Regions from separate parts of the Hordeum vulgare genome. Here region 1 is linked to region 2. The links are chromatin contacts, called in public Hi-C maps. All regions are on one chromosome and are shown on one strand. The core of a region is the stretch at or near the end of the contact, and the rest is flanking DNA. Distances in the headings are between cores, read along the strand shown.

Region 1 (6,934 bases), core at 2,972-5,471, 84 kb before region 2:
CAAAGCATACAATGCAAGCATCCTAATGCAAATCTTGAAACTTTTTATTGAAAAAATATTATAAATAACAACTTACACAGAACAACAAAATAAAATGATGCTCCAAGCAAAACTAATATTATGTGACGAATAAAAATATAGCTCCAAGTAAGATATACTGATAATATTGAAGACGAAAGAGGGGATGCCTTCCGGAGCATCCCCAAGCTTAGTCGGTTTGAGTCTTCCTTGGATATTACCTTTGGGGTGCCTTGGGCATACCCAAGCTCAGGTTCTTGTCACCCCTTATTCTCCTCATATCAGTGTCTCACCCAAAACTTGAAAACTTCAATCACACAAAACTTAACGGAACTTCGTGAGATGGTTTAGTATAACAAATAATGATCATTCACTTAGGTACTGTCAAGACAAGATTTATAATTGTTCCCACATGATACCTACTGTATTGTACTATTCTCATAATTTATATCATTGAATATAAGTTATGGGAATACTAAAACAAGAAAACTATGCATGCAAAGCAGAATCTGTCAAAAACAGAACAGGCTGTGAAGACCTGTAGTTTAACCATACTTCCATGTCTCCAACAATTCCAAATAATTACAACAACCCAGGAATTTTTTATATAAATCATGTGTAAAAACTTTAGATCAAAATCACGTTCGAGTGAATTTAAAAAATTCCTGGAGTGAGAGCAAATGTTTCTGTTTTTACACAGAATCAAGTCAACTATCATCCACGCTATCCCAAAGGCTTTGCTTGGCACTTTATTGAAATAAAAGGCATAAAACATCATTACTATAGTATCTTAATCATATGAACACCAAAAACAAAAAGTAAAAGTGTTGGGTTGTCTCCGAACAAGCGTTTTTCTTTAAAGCCTTTTAGCTAGGCATGATGATTTCAATGATGCTCACATAGGAATAATAATTATAACATGCAAAAGAGCATCATGAATATCATGACAAGCACATTTCATTCTAACCCACTTCCTATGCATAGGGATTTTGTGAACAAAAATTTATGGAAGCAAGAATCAACTAGCATAGGAAGGCAAAACAAGCATAACTTCAACACTTTGAACACATAGAGAGGAAACTTGATATTATTGCAATTCCTACAAGCATATGTTCCTACCGCATAATATTTTTCAGTAGCATCATGAAGGTATTTCACAATATAACCAGCACATAAAGCATTTTTCATGATCTACAAGCATAGAAATTTTACTACTCTACACACAAGAAAATTTCTTCTCATGACTAATAGTGGGAGTATCACAAAAGAATTGAATACTACAAATTGGTTTCATATTAAAAGAGTAATATTCAATAAAAGGGTATTCATAATTATGAAAAGTATCATAATAGTAATCATCACTCTTTTTCATTGCATAAGTATCATCACAATAGTCATCATAAGTAGGAGGCATGCAATCATCATAATAGTTTCTCTCATCAAAACTTGGGGGACAAAAAATATCATATTCATCAAGCATAGCATCCCCAAGTTTGTGGCTTTGTATATCATTAGCATCATGAATATTTAAAGAACTCATACTAACAATATTGCTATGATGGTCACCACTCAAATATTTATTGACAAACATTTTAATAACTTCTTCTTCTAACATTGGACAATTTTCCCTTCCATCATTTTCACGAAAGACATTGAAAAGATGAAGCATATGAGGCAACCTCAATTCCATTTTTTTGTAGTTTTCTTTTATAAAACCAAACTAGTGAAAAACAAGAAACTAAAAGATTTAATTGCAAGACCTAAAGATATACCTTCAAGCACTCACCTCTCCAGCAACGGCGTCAGAAAAGAGCTTGATGTCTACTACAAAACCTTCTTCTTGTAGACTCGTGTTGGACCTCCAAGCGCAGAGTTTTGTAGGACAATAGCAAGTTTCCCTCAAGTGGATGACCTAAGGTTTATCAATCTGTGGGAGGCGTAGGATGAAAATGGTCTCTCTTAAGCGAACGTGCAATCAAATAACAAAGAGTCTCTTGTATCCCCAACGCACCCAATACAATGGTAAATTGTATAGGTGCACTAGTTCGGCGAAGAGATGGTGATACAAGTGTAATATGGATGGTAGATATAGGTTTTTGTAATCTAAAAATATAAAAACAGAAAGGTACCAAATAGTAAACAACGAGTAAAAATCTGTATAAATGCTTGGAAACAAGGCCTAGGGTCCATAATTACACTAGTGCAAGTTCTCCCAACAATACTAACATAGTTGAATCATATGTAAATCCCTCACGTGCGATAAAGAGTTCACTCCAAAGTCACAAATAGCGGAGAATAAACGAAGAAATAATTGTAGGGTACGAAACTACCTCAAAGTTATCTTTTCCGATCAATCTTATGAGCTATCCCTATAAATGTCACGAACAGCCCTAGAGGTCATACTAAAATAACACCTTAAGATACACATCAACCAAAACCATAATGTCACCTAGATATTCCAATGTCACGACAAGTACCCATGGTCTTGATTATACGATATGCATAACACAATTTCAGATTCATCATATTCAATCCAACACAAAGAACTTCAAAGAGTGCCTCAAAGTTTCTACCGAAGAGTCAAGACGACAACATGTGCCAACCCCTATCCATAAATCCCAAGGTCACGAAACCCGCAAGTTGACCATCAAAACATACATCAAGTGGATCAATATAACACCCCATTATCATCACGGATATCCCATCGCAAGACATACATCAAGTGTTCTCAAATCCTTAAAGACTCAATCCGATAAGAAAAGTTCAAAGAGAAAACTCAATTCATCACAAGAACATAAAGAGGGGAAAACTCCATATGATTCATCGATATTAAGAAAGCTCGTAATACATCAAGATCATACCATCTCAAGAACACGAGAGAAAGAGAGATCAAGCACGTAGCTACTGGTACATACCCTCAGGCTCGAGGAGGAACTACTCCCTCCTTGTCATGAAGACCGTCGGGATGATGAAGATGGCCTCCGGTGATGGTTTCCCCCTCCAGCAGGGTGCCGAAGCGGGCTCCTGATCGGTTTTTCGTGGCTCTGGAGGCTTGCGGTGACGGATCTCCTAATCTAGGTTTGTTTTTAGAGGTTTGGTTATTTATAGGAATACTTAGCGGTGACGAAACTCCCAATCTAGGTTTCTTTTCCGAGGAGGTCACAAGCCACAGGGCCGCAGCCAAGGGTGTGGCCGTGCCTCGCAGGGTTGTGACCTCCTGATCCACTTCCTGGCCCAGCTCTTTCCTACAGTATTTTTTATATTTTTCAAAAATATTCTACAGCCCATTTTCAGAATTTTTATTTCTCCATAAAAACAACACTATGGTTGTTCTGCTGAAAACAACGTCAGTCCAAGTTAGTTCTAATAAAATCATAGGAAAATTTTATAAACATGACATAAATACTTCATAAATTATAAATAAGTTCAAGACATATCAAGCTCTGGATCCAGCGCTCGTGGGCTTGATGAAGGTGTGGTCAAATATGTTGTCCAACCGTGGATCTCAGCCGGGGTCGGAGAAGACGACCCCTGGTGCAGCAGATCCCCTCCTCTACTCACCGTCTTGTGAGATGAAGCCCAACGATGGGCTCACCGAAGAGGGGGAGAGGGGACAGGCAGGCGAGCTCCACCGTGGACCAGGGTGGCTGCCAGCCAGGATATGCCGTGGGAGGCGCGCTGAGGGCGGGTGTCGGCCCAGATCTGCCGTGGTAGGTAGCACCGGGGGCGGTTGTCAACCAGGATCCACCGACGGTCGGGGGCGACAGGAGTTCGATCGGGCTGTGGGGTTGTGGATCCGTCAACCGCGGCGCAGGTGGATGTCACCTGGGCGGCGTGGGGTAGTGGTGGTTGTGGATCTGACAACCACGACGCAGGAGTATGTCTCCGGGGCACCGCGGCGGCCTGGAGAGGGGTGGTGCGGCTGTGGCCTGGGGAAGGACGACGACCTTGGTAGATTGGCTGCACCGATAGTTGTTGAGGCGCGTCGGTCGTCGGACTTGGGTGGGGGAGTGGCGGGGATGTGAGGTTAGGTGGGAGGCGTGCCGAGCGGGTGTGAGGTGGGGTGTGGTGCCGCGGTGGTCGTGGCCGCCCTCATGGTCGCCGGCTGGCGGGTAGGTGGTGGTGGGCGTCGGGGCTGGGGGCAGGTGGTGGTGGCGTGGTGGGGTGGGGCGGCGCGGCCGCATCGGGGAGCGAGGTTGGTGGAGGCGTGGAGCTTAGGGAAAAGTGGTGGGTCGTGGGGACACGTGGGTTCTAGTGGCACGAGGTGTGGGTTTGTATTTTCCCTTCGTTTTTGGTGTTAGCAGAATAAGTCCAAGTGTCATGAGAATAAGGGTCTTAAGGATGGTAACAGAAATACACAATAGGCTCACACTATATATAGGACGATCGTTTGGAACACCTAGGTGCCCACGCTCCTTACCTTTCCACCTTTAGATTGCACTTAGATGCGTATTGTTATATGGATAGTGAAGTTAATGGGTATATTTATTTCGAAATAATTACAATGCTAATCATAAATGGATATTACGATCACACGTCCTGCATGGTAATAAATTTCTGACATGCAAAATAAATGACGTACATTACATTCTTCCGTATATATAATTAGGAGAGAGAAAAACTAGAAATTAGTACCTTATGATTGTATTCTAAACAAATTGTATATTTCTGATTTGCGATATGTCAGTATACTTGGATACCTACAACATTTCCGTACCATTTATGTAGTCGGGTATATATTAAAAAAATGTAAACATACTTAAAAGGGTAATTGAGTAAATCAGTTTAAATTTGTTATATGTAGATAAACTAATAATATGTACGTACTAATAAGTATTTTTGCATGGACGTACTACTAAGTAGCACATACCCAAAAATTTGTTGGGTATAAGCATACCTGAGAATATGTTGGGTATTAAAAAACACATATTCGCTAATACTGTATTTATCGGAAAATACACTCTTATCGGAATATGTCATCAAGCATATACTTGTTCTCAAAATGAATATTTGTTGGGATACGTGCATACCCGTCGTATTTCTCTGCATACCCCCACATCTGAGATTTGTATACGGTATCCGGATACCTATGGATGTCATAATTCATGCAGTTGGGTATGTATATAGCCATATTTTATTTTATATACGTGTATGGGATACCTATAACAGTCTTCTACCCTTTTTCATATAACCGGGTATATATATGTGCAGATACATTGGTTATATTGTTTTATTTTTTAACTCATTGGTTATATACTAAAATATTTATGTGAGCATGTCGTATAACATATTTGGATACACTAGGAGATCATTAGGTATATTTTACGTACCCGAGTATATGTGTGGCCATATTTTACATGGCCTGGTATATATGTACCGTTTATAAACATAATTTCGTTATCACATACCGACTACCAGTATTAGGTAGTTATGAAATAAATAAACTATTCGGTATATACGAACCCATGTATGTACATTATTTCATTAATGGATCTTCGATGTCCATATTAGATAGTTAGGAAAAATGAAATAGTTGAAAAAATACGCGCATTAGATAACCATAGCAGTTTAAATAATAAAAAAGTAATACTATTTATTGTATGGCGAGTCTTGCTTGCCTAATAGTTAGGAAACAAAAACAAAATCATAAGTATGAAAAGTCTTGCATGAGGAGTAATTAAGAAACTAATCAAATATACCACGGTTTCCGAAACAATTAAGATGCCCATCCATCTAGGTGCCCCAAACATTTTACATATATATATATTACAAACTCTATTCATCACCTAGAGTGCAGAATAGGTTATTCTTCACCCGAGGTAATCTTACGAGCTTTTCAAAAATAAATTAGATTTGAAATACAAACAGTTACATTCATATTGACCCACTATATAAAATTTGGCATAAAAATTTAAAAATATAGGCCGTAAGAAAAGAAAATATGCATTTTATGTATATTTTACACTATATTTTTACATTTGTAATTTTATGTAACAAAATATTTTTTACGGTGATTATATATTTTGTTACAGTCTCTTTTTACGTATGAAATAAGAAAAAAAATATGTAATGTAAAACAACGATGCATTGATGTTAAAATAAAGGGGGGATAATAACTATTCATCACCCAGTATGACGAATAGCGTGTATATATATATATATAAGGACGACCGTTTGGGACACCTAGATGCCCACGCTCCTTACCTTTCCACCATTTAATTGCATTTAGATGCGTGCTATTGTGATAGGTATAGAAGGTAACTAGTCAATCCACTAGTAATTGCCAATTCTGAAACAATTAATTTTGGAAATAATTATGACGCAAATCATTAAATGGATGTCATTAAACATGTCATACATGGTATCATATCTTTAGAAATAATTTATTTTACACATTAGGCATATGGACATTTATTTCATATATGTGCGAATTAGATATGTATGAATCATTTATTTAGTGTATCCATCAAATTTTTGTATGTACATATCTATAATATTTAGTACGTACGCATTAGATTTTTTCGTATTAATATATCCAAAATATTTAGTATGTACCAATTGGATTAGGTATGTGGATTCGTTTACTTCGTACATACTCACTAGATTTTTTTTAGTATGTATATATACCCAAAATATTTAGTATGTAACTCATTTAATTTTTGTGTATGTATATACCCACAATATTTAGTACATACCCATTAGATTATGTATGTATGAATTCACCTATTTACTATGTATCCATTAGATTTTTGCATAGGTATATATCCAGACTACGGAATATATTTTTTCTTGTATGTGCATACTCATCGATTTTATATACCTTGACATGAAATTGAGTATATACCCCGATAAAATAAATACATAGGATTGTACGTGGTTATGTAACATACATTCCTAAAAGTAAAAAATAATTATA
Region 2 (6,076 bases), core at 1,832-4,331:
TACCTCACCCATTAAGCTTTGCTAGTCTTGATACCTTTGGAAACGAGATTGCTGAGTCCCATGTGGCTCACAGATTACTACAACACCACTTGCAGGTACAGGTAAAGGTTACTTGACGCAAGCGCGTTGATTGTTCATTTGGAGTTGCTTCTTCTTCTTCTTCTTCTTCTTCGATCTAGGATGGGTTCCAGGCCGGCAGCCTGGGATAGCAAGGATGGACGTCGTTCTTCTTTTGTCGTTTGATTTCGTCCGTAGTCGGACCCTGCTCTTACTCTTGATGTTTATGTAATGTACTGATGTGACCCTGATGTAGCTTGTTGCGAGTGTAAGCCAATTCTAAATATATCTCTTCTTTTTAGTACATGTACTTGTAACGATATCCATTCTTGCGACACGACGAGATGCGCTTCTATCCGTGACGAGGCCTTCGTGCCAAATTGAGGATAGGGTTGCATCTTGGGCGTGACAAGCACCATCATTCAGCAAATTTGGCTCTGCACCATCAGTAACCACATGTGTGTGTACAACATCCGTCAGAAGATTTGCAGCATCAGTAAGCAAATTGTCTGGTTCTGTGCTATCTTCTGCAACCTCTGAAGTTGGTTTATCAACATTCAAACAGATGATGTTGCCTGAATTGCTTGCATCAACAGAACAGTTGGCCACTCTAACAGGGCTTTGAAATGATGTCTCCTTCGATATCAAGTCTCCCCTGAAATTACTGATGAAGTCTGAATGGTCAACCATTATTAGAAGCACTTTATGATTAACACTAGCTCTGATCACTTGCTGCAGATCCTCATCATCTGTAATTCTCACCAGGCCATCAAATATTTTCTTGTCAGGCAAACACCAGTAGATGATGTGCTGATTCTTAGGATATCCGAACCAGTTTAGGTGCTGTTCTAATACTTCATAACTAAATGTGGCAGGATCTAAATAGTCCAGCACCTCCACAGAAGAGTTATAATACTCCAGCTCACTGACTGCTCCTAGGAAAATGCCACCATGCTCAATTTCCAGTGTGAAAAGGAGTGCACACACTTTTTCCCATTAATGAATCACACACTGCATCCAAACAGTGCAAAATTCAGTTAAAACTACATGATGTGTTTAGTTAAAACTAAGCACCAGATGCAAAAACTCTTCTTCTCACAAGATCTAACAAGAAAATGTAACTTGCACACACACAAAAACACAACAACTTCTACAATCCTAAATACCAGAACCTAAATCCATAGCTTAAGCATGTTAAAACTACATCAACCATAAATCAACACCAACTCTTCTTCTCTCTTCTTCTCACCAGAGCAAGAGCAAAGCATTAAATCATCAGCAGCAACATATGTAATACTAAGCAACAACTCTTCTTCTCACCACAGCAAATCATGGATCAGCAAACCAGAGAAGAGGAGATCACGGAGGACAAGAGAGAACAACGAGAACTACCGTAGTCTGGTGGGTAAACAGAGTGCGGCCGGACGAGGTGGGTCGACGCAGGCGGTTCCCGGCCGCCGAAGAACTCCGACAACGCCATCAGGAGAAGACAAGCTGACGCGCACGAGGGAGAGGAAGAAAGAAGAAAGAGGAAAAGCGGCCCACAAGGGAGAAGGAATGAACAGAACAAAAGTTGTCGTCGTCGTGGAACAGAGGAGTTATTAGGGTTATTAAATTCAGCTGTTTTCTTAGGTGGTACCGACAGCAGCCGATTAATAACTGATAAATGCAAGGGCCTGGGCGCAAAATGACCAACCCTGACCCACCCTGTCCACTTGGCGTGCTGTGAATGGCTGTGGCCTGAAAGTGCACAACACTTGCAAGTTCTAGGACTAAATAGGTGCACTTTGCAAGTTGTAGGACCAAACCATCACATGTGCTGCAAGTTGTAGGACTTGGGATGCTATTACCTCCAAATAATATGTGGCGCCAGCAGTGCATGTGCATGCATCACAAGGCAGTGACTGGAGCCTTGTATCAGACATTGCATTGCACTGCACTGTTCCAGCAGCACGCTGGCGCACTGCATGTTCATGTCAATCATGTCCCATATTTAGCATACATGCGCAGAACAACTAAGTAAGCATGCATGCATGCACCTGTAGGACCCCTAGCTGGCCACCTCTTGCGCTTGTGCATACCCTTCTCAACTAAATACCCAGCCAGGGCTTTGTAAGAGGTGCCCTTGTCTTTATTACTCCTCTCTCTCTCTCCTCAAGCTGCATGCATGCATGCCCTACTAGCTAAGCCTGCCACAGGGTGAGATATTGATGGAGATGAGAATGATGGATGCAAGCAAAGGACATACTACAAGGCCTAGCTATTACCTATACACATGAGTGCAGATGTATGTGTGCATGTGTGATGTTTCTTGTGTTTGCTTGCACAAGATTTATGGAGAGAGAGAGAAAGAGAGGCGTGGCTTGCTCCACTAATAATTCATGTAGGTGAGTGCTATTGCTACAGCCTCGATTGACCAGCTAGTAGCGTTGAAACGCCACTGTCTATGGCGTTTGGCGCGTGGGTAGCAACGCCAGCATCACTGGCGTTTCTACATGGACTGCAACTCGACGGTAGACTCGCGTTTGTATGTGGACAAGAAACGTCAAGATAGACTCACATTTCTACGTGAAGAGGCAACGCCACGGGCTGTGGCATTTCTAAAAAGGTCAGACCATAAAATACTTTCAAGTCAAGTTAATTATGTGAATTCTTTTCGTTTTGTGGGCCAGAACAGTGATTTTATCCTGCTACCGCGACAACCACTTGCCACACCATTGCCACGTCAGCACGTTCACTAGAGACCTACCGCCGTTGATCATGATGGTAGCCTTTTATATTCTACCATCAACGTCTATCACGGTAAAAAAATCAGATTCGATGAAATCGTGTTAAAGTTTGGCATCAGGGTGAAAACAGTGAATTTGCGCGCGCTAGGAATAGGATACTCTCGGCATTACCTCAGCCGTTACGTCATGCTCGGCTTGAGACCCATCCAAGCGGTCCCTTTCCGCCAACGGCCGCATCTCCTGTCGGCTGGACCTGCAAGAGATCTCGTGAGACAACTGGGCCAAGCTCAGCATCCCCTTTCCTTTCCCACAGTCGATGGAACCATGGAGAAGCCGTTCTTGTCCGGCTCGTCGACGCGACGAGACTGCCGCTCCAACACCTGGCCCGCGGGCAGCCTCACGCACGCCGGACCCCGCCACGTCGCCGGCCTCAGAGCTCACAGTCATCCACAGAAATATCGGAGCGAGCTACGCGAGTGAGTGACGAGGCAGCTTTCGAACCATCCCTTTCGCGGTTTACTCCCGCTCTCGTGCTTCTTCTCCCACCTTCTTTTTCCGCAAGCAAGCCGTATATGCACGCATTATCTCTTCGACCTCCTCATTCTCCTCTTCTTCTTCTTCTTCTTTTTGTAGGTAGCAGCGCCTACTTTCTACCAGCGACCATTCCGTCTTTTCCACCAGTGACCATTCCACTCCATCACATGGGTCAAGACGAGCGCCAGGATCCAGAGCTGCCGGTCATGGACAAGGAGCTCTCCGGCGACGCGGTAACCTGCGACTACTGCAGCGGCCCACAGGCGGTGGTATACTGCCGGGCCGACAGCGCCAGGCTCTGCTTGCCGTGCGACCGCCACGTGCACGCCGCTAACGCAGTCTGCTCCCGCCACCTGCGCGCCCCGCTCTGCGCCGCATGCCGCGCCACCGGGGCCGTCTTCCGCCACGGCGGCCCCGAATTCCTCTGCTCCAACTGCGACTTCGCGAGGAGCCGGGACGGCGAGCTGCCGCTGCACGACCGATGCACCGTCCAGGGGTATACGGGACGACCGTCGGCGCACGAGCTCGCCGCTCTTCTCGGGGTCCCCGACTTGGACAAACCCTCGGCCGCCAAAGCCGACGACGGTTGGTGGGCCATCTGGGAGGAGCCCCACGTGTTCAGCCTGGAGGATCTCATCGTGCCCACCACTTCTTGCCATGGCTTCCAGCCCCTCGTCACGCCCTTGTCCCCAAAGGTACCTGCTCGCTCGCTCGCCGTCTGCCAAAATTAAATTCTCAAGTTTTCTGCTCTTGCTCTGAATTCTCACACCTAGCTCTAACTGATCTGCAAAAGATCCACAACTCGTCGCCCAATGGAAAGACGAATGATGAGGTCATACGGCAGTTACATGAGCTCGCGGAGGTCGACATGGGCGGCGGTCAGATAACACCTCGTGAGGAGGCAGAGCAAGCTGCTCATCAGTTGCCTTCCTGGACACAGCCACACTACACTGCTGGAAATGGCGATTTTGGCACAGATAACAGCCATGAGGTTGCAACCATGCCAACCCCTGGTTACGAGGTATAAATTTAATCCACGTACTTCAGTCTATCTGACTAATTTCCCCATGCTTGATAGATATATTACTGTGACTGTAGCCAGGATTTTTGTTCCACCACTGCAATTACTCATCAACCAAGAAGAATTTTTGCTCGGATGTTAACTGAATTTGTGTTTAGACAACTGGTAGTATCTGCGGCATATCTATTCAAACGGAAGACACCAGAGAAGTAGAGATATTCTGCACCATATGTGGCCAAGTATTCGCGGCAAGCTTTTCTATCAAGTCATAGCTATGTTGATGAGGCATATATTTTTTTAAGCATCTCCAACATGCGCCCAAAGCGCAAAGCACACAAATTGAGTTTACAATGCATACACATCTAATTTTAGCACGTCGGTGAACGCTGGCTCCAACGAAAACAGCAAAATTTGACGCGCGAGGCATTGCAGCAAACACGCAAAAACTTCAATGAATGCAACGCATTTTTTATCATAAGTTATTTTAAACGATACATAGCATAGTTGCATAGATAGCCTAGATAGAGAGAAACGATAAAAAACGATACATAGCATATCATAGATAGTCTAGATAGATAGAAGACTACTCATCGTCATCAGACTCCGACGTGATGAAGGCGTCAGCCCAGCGTTCATCGTCGGAGGACTAAATTGACGATTCCTTCAGCTTCATCTGAAAGTGTGCGGCTATGCGGCTTGCTTCCGCGTAAGCCTATCTTCACGATAGGCGGCTTGCTCCGCTCTTTCCACCCTCCTTTGCACGAAGAATTCGCGTTCGTTGAGAACGTCGTGCACCACTCCGCCATGGCATGCTCGTCCATCTCAGCAATGCTGAGGCGGTGCTCCCGCCTCCGGTTCCGACGAAGGTCCTCTTCGGTGACAACCCATGGACGAGGAACGAGGTTCTGCGTCCACTCCAGCGTCATCACCTCGGGGAAATTCATCTTCCTACAAGGCCTGTTGAGGCGCCACGCCGCCGCGTCGTACGCGCGGACGACCTCGTGGGCGGTCTTGAACATGTCGAGGCCGAGGCAATTGTCGTCGGATCGGATCTCGACGTAGAAGGTGCCGGAGGGACGTGCGCGGACGCCGCGGTTGCCCGAAGTTCCCCGGCGGCGCGGCGAGAAAAGAGGCAGAGGGGCGCGTGGCGAGGCGAGGGGGCGACGGTTTCGGTGGAAGGGCGCGTGGCAGGCGCTGCATTTTATAGGCGCACTCGAGGTCGTGCCCTAAATCTAGCACGCGCCCACCCGCTTTTTTCCCGTGTGCGCGCAATCGTTTTTCGCACGCCTGAGTTTACCGCTTCCGTTGGAGCGCGCGAAACCGTCCCGCGCACGTTAAAATGGTGTTTTACCGCCCGAGTGTGTTTTTTACAACCGTTATTGGAGATGTTCTTAAGTCCAAATTTCTACAGCTCAACATACATCTCTTGGAGTTACAAGGAACTCACCATAAGTAAGAAGAATCTCCCTAATTCCACTACATTTATTTTCTGAAAAAGGATGAAGGAAGCTGCCGCCCTCTGTATCAATTGATGCATGCAGATATATTATTAACCATGCATAGAAATAAAATCGTATGTCTATGAAGGGCTCACAATCTGAGCAAGACAAAAACAAATAATTAAAATAAAAAAACTGTCACATCTGGCAAGACCAAAATCAGGCTATGATGCATATACACCTAGCCTATTATTAACCCGTCGTTCAAATCGGCTTAAGATAGCCCATGTGCCCGT

The links. Hi-C and Micro-C count contacts between places; a contact is called where the count stands out from the background.
Region 1: a contact with region 2 is called in a Hi-C map of leaf, with 2.0 times the contacts expected there. The contact joins the enhancer-like site here to the promoter of LOC123448668 in region 2. A contact is called at or near these places in 2 of 6 Hi-C or Micro-C datasets (leaf and seedling).

Annotation. Positions count from the first base shown.
Region 1 is chr4H:379,164,593-379,171,526 of MorexV3_pseudomolecules_assembly, reverse strand. No RefSeq gene overlaps it. Among protein-coding and RNA genes, the nearest start is that of LOC123448668, 85 kb to the right of the region's middle. Within about 2 kb of position 4,221, at least 3 of the 3 cell types and tissues checked have open chromatin away from gene starts, as enhancers often do. A contact at or near this core is called in leaf and seedling, where this site is marked.
Region 2 is chr4H:379,080,064-379,086,139 of MorexV3_pseudomolecules_assembly, reverse strand. It overlaps LOC123448668 (zinc finger protein CONSTANS-LIKE 14-like), which reads left to right and starts at 3,081. Exons shown (of 5, transcript XM_045125631.1): 1 at 3,081-3,262; 2 at 3,420-4,015; 3 at 4,114-4,341. The coding sequence starts at 3,103. LOC123448669 (a long non-coding RNA gene) reads right to left here. Exons shown (of 2, transcript XR_006631897.1): 2 at 5,866-6,076.